Regions from separate parts of the Oryza sativa genome. Here region 2 is linked to region 1. Evidence: chromatin contacts called from public HiCAR-type data. All regions are on one chromosome and are shown on one strand. Each heading gives the region's core, a stretch centred on a gene start, on an enhancer-like site or on the middle of the called end of the contact. The rest is flanking DNA. Distances are from core to core; before and after follow the strand shown. Region 1 has its middle 11 kb from the start of LOC112936978. Region 2 has its middle 16 kb from the start of LOC107279290.

Region 1 (3,129 bases), core at 318-2,817:
AAAGGTAAAGCCGTTGACCACGCTGGCTTGTGGTTGGTACGGTTAATGTCTCACAATAGTAGCTCACGAACCGATCCTTATTTGTCATGAGCACGACCTTCAAAACCATGTGCTCACAACCCACCATTGACAAGTTTTAATTGGCAATAATTAATTAACCAATCACGACTGACCATCGTGAGAAACCATTAAATATAACCAGAAGTGATAGTGTAACATTAGTTATCCCAATCATTTACTAATGTTTCTAAGCATGGGTAAGCAATTATATATATATATATATATATATATATATATATATATATATATATATAGCTTTTACCTGAACCAAACCAATATATAAGGTTCAAGCTAATCAATTTATTACCCAAGGTATCAAGAAATAGGGTAATCAATGCAAACTGGCCATAACAAGGGAATAGGTTCACACCACCCGGTGACATTCGAAAATAAATACACTGTTGAAATAAATAGAGAATTTAAATATAGGATCAACATGCTCAAAGGAATTGTGTTTAGGATCTGTGTGACTTGCCTTGCAATAATCGGTCTTCAATTAGTCATCTGAATCTCTTCCGACACACTCACGAACCTTCGCAACGATGGAAACGACAAGCTAACACGTAAAACGAAGCAAAAAAAACTAATAAAAACCAAATAAACAGTACATAAAAAGTAAACAAACATGTAGATCATGATTTTAGATGAATTTAGAGACTTGAACGGCCTCATTCCGACTTCATATAAATTAGTTATGAATTTTACAAGATTAAACTGATTTTAAGATTTATTTTTAGAAGGGAAAAGGGCTTCATGACATCATCGATGACGTCATCACCGGCGAGAGGCTCGGGACATCACGGTCACCGGCGATCTAGGTCAAGGCGGCGAGAACGGAGGGCACCAACGCGACGACCACGACGCGGGAACCCACTGAGGAGCGGCTCGACGACGAACGACGACGGGAGACGGCCGGCGACGAGATCGAAGCGGCGACGAGCTCGGCTTGACGGCGTCAGTGGCGCTACGGCAGGCTTTGGCTTCGACCCAGGGGTGGACGGCGTGCAGCTCCTCCTTGCGAACCCGGGAGAGGCGACGGCGCAGGTCGTCGACGGCCGAGGCGGCTGGAGCGGCTGCCGGCGGTGGACAGAGAAGATGAACGCGGTGACGGCGCTACAAGCGACGGCGGAGAGAGGGAGAGGTGCCAGCCGAAAAGAGGAGAGGGAGGGGACTCTATTTATAGCCATGGGAGAGAGATCGATCGAACAACGAGAGAATCGGAGCCGGGGTTTTCTAGGGTTTAGTTTGGAGAGATAAACACGAATCGAGCTCGATTCCGCATTGATTTCTCCGGGATAAAGTCCGATTCTTGGGGGAAAAGATAGAGCAGGATAAGAGGAATATTTCCTCTCAACTAATTTTGAAATAACACGAGAGAGGAGACCGGATTTGGAGGGGAAATCGACGGCAATGGCGGCATCGGGCTCTGTCTCCAGCCGGCTGGAGGTTGAAGATGCCACTGTAGCGACAGGGAGGAAAGGTAGACTTCCGGATGGGCTTCTACTTCTTGGCCCGATTGAAAGAGGGACACAAAGCAGACTTCGACAGAGAGTGGGAGAGGGGCTACAGGCTGAGAGGAGATTGGGCCAAGAAAGAGAGAGGACTTTTCCTGTTTCGGCCCGAAAAGGAAAAGAGGAATTTTAATTACTTTTCCAATTAAATTAATCACTGAAATGATCTTTGAATTGTTAAAAATACTTCCAATGCTCAAATAATTTCAAGAAAAATCCTGTAAATACTTCGACACTCAAAGTACTTAACAAGATTATAATCACACCATATAATGATTAATTTAAAATGTGGATAATTACTGAAATGTTGTTTGTATTATTAAAATTAGAAATTGAGCTCCGAAAAATCCGAGAAAATTCCAAAAAGTATAATTAACCATGGATAATTTAATAAAAATTAAATCCATCCATGCTTCATATTTCGGAAATTTTATTACCCACACTTAACTTCACTTGTAAATTAATGAACATTTAATATAAATTCTAATAATAATTTATTAAATAATTTATAAATCCTAAGACGAAAATCAGGAAGTGACAGGAACCTCCGAAGATGTGTGAAACTTGGAGGTCGGAGTCTGGGTAGGCTGAGTCTGAGTCCTGAGTAGCTGCTTCTGCGGCCTTCTCGACTACACGTACTCGTTTGCCTTTCTCCAATGCTAGTTGCTTCGTGAGCGCCTTTTTGATGACGAAACAAGTCTCCAAAGAGTGCTTGTCCAACTTATGTATAGGGCACCATATTTTCTTCGTATTGTCGCCTTGTGGGTCTGGGTGCCTGGGTGGGTCCGCATACTCTGTAGCGAGGACCTCTATTTGAGCTTTCATTTTCCCACTCCTGCGACTCTTCTTCTTGCTTGACTTAGATGCATCCTTGGCTGGTTTCTTCTCTCCCTCCGTCTTCGGCTTGTCGTTCTTGCGTCTCAGGGCGTCATCCGCATGAGCGCATCGATCGACAATCTCGAATAGCCTACGAGCAGTTGTGATCTGTCTTGTCGCCAACTCTTGCGTAGTGTAGCGATCTCGGACACCAGACTTGAACGTGCAGATTACGGAAGCATCGGTGATCTCGGGGATCGTATTTCTGCACTCATTAAAGCACCGAATATAGTCCCTCAATGATTCGCCTGGATTTTGAGTCAACGCGTGTAGGACGTCCTCGATCACGTGGCGCTTGTATGTTCCTTGGAAGTTGGCGACGAACTGCAGCCACAGATCTTCCCATGAAGAAATCGAGTAGAGCGGGAGGTGAACTAGCCATGAACATGTAGATCATTTCAACGCCACCGGCAAATAATTCGCCAATGCGTTGTCGTCTGCTCCGGTAGCGTAGAGTACTGTGGAATAGACCTGAAGGAACTCCTCAGGGTTGGTGCTTCCGTCGTACTTCTCTATTGCTCCCGGTCGAAATTTCTCAGGCCATCGAACCTCTCGTAGAGAGCGAGTGAAAGCTCTACACCTGCCGCCAGGAGCGGTGGGTTGTCAGCGATCATGTGCTCGTCGTGGATGTCGGTCCGATGAGGAAGATGATGAAGATGACGAGGATGATGAGGAATCGCTC
Region 2 (3,129 bases), core at 356-2,855, 160 kb before region 1:
AATGAGCTGATTTCGTGAGTCGGTCCACGATTACCCAGATGGAGTCGTACCCGCTAGGGGTTCTTGGCAAACCGGTGATGAAATCCATTCCGATTTCTTCCCATTTCCACTCGGGAATTGGTAGGGGCTGTAGCAGACCAGCTGGCCTCTGGTGCTCTGTCTTGACTCTTTGGCAAATGTCACACAAGGCTACGTATTCTGCGACATCTCGCTTCATTCCAGCCCACCAGAAGTATGCCTTGATATCTTGGTACATCTTCGTACTTCCTGGATGAATGGAGTAGGCGGACTCATGAGCTTCCTTTAGGATGAGATCTCTTAACTCCTTCTTGGCCGGTACACAGATGCGTGGACCGCACCAAACTGTGCCTTGATCGTCTATGGAGAAATTGGTGTCTTTCTTCTCCTGTATTCTTTTTATTAACTCTTTTATCCCTTCGTCGTCCTTCTGAGCCTCCCGGATTTGCGACTCTAGGGTAGGCTGTACTGTCAAGCTGGCAGGGACGCCTGACTATACCACGGTCAGCCTTAACTTCTCCAGTTTTCCCGCTAGGTGCCACGACGGAACGGGCGCTACAGGTAATCAGTAACTCTAGAGAACATCAACCAAACAAAAAAGTTTATTGATCTTTTCGTACTCAATTGATGTGAAGATACGTCGTGTCCTTAATAAATTATAACATAATGTGTAGGATCGAATTACAAGAATTAAGCTACTAGAGGAGGTGAATGGTAGGATATCATCAAAAACCGAAAATGTTTAAGGAAATTGAAAGTTACTCTCAAACCTGATGAAGTTGTGCTGGTTGCAAGATCAATGTCAGTAAGACCATATAGAAGCCTATGGTCAAACCAGAGTGTTGTCGACGGATACAACGCCTTGCTCCTACATGCCTGTTGCGCACTGCCGCCGCTGATCTGACCACTTGCCTAACGCCGGTTAGACCACTGGCTGGTTATACCGCTCGCGTAATGCCGGTCTGACTGTTGGGATCTAGAGAAACACCAAACAACAAAAAGCCTCGAAGTAAACCCTAAATTTCTCTGCCAAAAAGTTGATATCTTCTAGCCGCAACTCCCATACTTGCTTCCAATATGGCTTATTTATGATCAATCAAACACCATTCATAATCTGGAAGAGATTTAACAAAAACAGATTGCATCGTGATTGATTTCCTGAGCACGATGTCTTACAAAACTGCTTTTATATGCTCAGGTTATGTGCTATCACCGAGGCCTGATGCATGCTTCAAGGTTGTATCTCCTAGCGATGGAAGATGTGACTGAATTTTCCTTGCCATAAATGTGGCCTTCTTAATTACATTTTCTACAGCTTTGCTACCATGATTAATATTACATATGAACCTGGGATTGTATTTGGAATGTGTCTAGATTTGGCTGTTACCTGGTTGTAAGATTTGTGTTATATTGGATGTTTGTCGGGTTGTGCTATATGGGTTGTTATTGTGTTTGATTGTTGGGCTTATATGGGCTTAGCCCACTTGTTATTTGATATTAATATAAATGAATATAATATGACGGGCTGAAAATGGTGTGGTACATGTTTGGGCCTATATGGGCTTTTACAATGGACTTGACCCATTTATTATTTGATATTAAAGCAAATTGATACAATAGAATTGGGCTGAAAATATGCTACAACATAGATGGGCCAGGCTAAACTTTAGTCGGGCTTGCCATTGGGCTAAGCCTATAAATAGGGTGCTCAATACATGGATTTTAATGGGCCATCAGATATTTTATGACGTTTTTTAGCTAGATAATGACGAATATGAGAGTCACAAAGTTATGACGACAGAATGATCGTCACTAGATTAATGAGGAAAAATAAGGTTTCATCGTTGAACGCCATTAGAGACGCATAATAAGTGACGAATGAATTTTCGTCACGCGAGCGTCACAGATTACGAAACGTGACGAAAAATTTAATGTTTACGACGTAAATGAAGCATCATCTATCATAAGATCTCTTGTAGTGATACCATAGTGAAAAATCATATAGCCCTTTATTGCAAAATTTTGGTGGCATAATCTACAGCTACCGTGAGATATGCTAGAAGGGATTAAATGTCTTTTAAGCAGTATGGCGGCAGCAACATGCGCTTCTTCAACATAGAAAAACCACCAAGTTCGTCTTGGTTGTTCATTCAGTGCTTGAACTCTGCTTGCACTTATGAGATTAAAAAAAATGCTGTGGTACTTAATTTATTGTTCCTCAGGAAATGGAAAATTTTCACCAAGTTAATTCCGAGCCGCTCCACGCTCGAATTTAACTTGGTGAGGGGACATTTTGTTCGATGATATTTTGTACACCTTTTCTCTAATTTTAATTTTGTTAGAAATAGGGTGCATCAAAATATTAATCTCGGGAACAACAGTATAATAATAAATTAGTGATTAATTATCACTAATGGTACAATCTAGCATACACGAGCGTATATGTATGAATGTTATGTGACACGTGCCAATATCTGCTCCAGTGCCTAGAATACAGACGTGTATATGCTCATGGTATTGCTTGAATTTTTCTTTTTATTAATCTAAATGGAAGCATGCCACCGAGCATCGTCATTAGAGAGGATGCTAATCACGTGATTTGCCGGCAGTGGATCGCTTGGATTGCTTGCATGGAAAACCATGTGCGTGCTTGCATAGAAACTCAAGAAATATAAAGGCAATGTAGCTCTGTCTAGAGAATCCCTTGCCATATGCAGTGTGTACGCGTATACGAATACAAGGAATTAATCGCTCTGCATCACGCCGGTTCGGAAAGTGGATCGTCCCGGTATAATTTGGATGGAATCATATTGAGTATGATCCTCGCTAATTGGAAGAAATCATAACATATGGAAGGAATTGCAAATCGTAGAATCAACTGATTGGCTTGCCATCCATATGTGAGCCATGCATGCACTGGGCAGTGAACTGCATTCCCTTCACGCTATAACAGAACCAGCCATTTCACAGAGCAAGGGGGACGGGGGAGACTCACGAGAGAAAGAGGAAGAGAGGAGGACACCCACAGCAACACACACAATGCACGCAGCACATGCTCTGCAGCCATATTGCTGAGAGCAAATCCATATACAGAGAAGAAGGTGAACATCG

Evidence for each region. HiCAR-type assays count read pairs that join an accessible place to other places.
Region 2: a HiCAR-type map of leaf shows a contact between it and region 1, with 2.9 times the contacts expected there. The contact joins two enhancer-like sites. A contact is called at or near these places in 2 of 15 Hi-C or Micro-C datasets (leaf and panicle) and 1 of 4 datasets of contacts at active chromatin or transcription factors (leaf).

The regions. Positions count from the first base shown.
Region 1 is chr11:9,990,094-9,993,222 of ASM3414082v1, reverse strand. No RefSeq gene overlaps it. Among protein-coding and RNA genes, the nearest start is that of LOC112936978, 11 kb to the right of the region's middle. Within about 2 kb of position 1,567, at least 8 of the 15 cell types and tissues checked have open chromatin away from gene starts, as enhancers often do. A contact at or near this core is called in leaf and panicle, where this site is marked.
Region 2 is chr11:10,153,892-10,157,020 of ASM3414082v1, reverse strand. No RefSeq gene overlaps it. Among protein-coding and RNA genes, the nearest start is that of LOC107279290, 16 kb to the right of the region's middle. Within about 2 kb of position 1,605, at least 6 of the 15 cell types and tissues checked have open chromatin away from gene starts, as enhancers often do. A contact at or near this core is called in leaf and panicle, where this site is marked.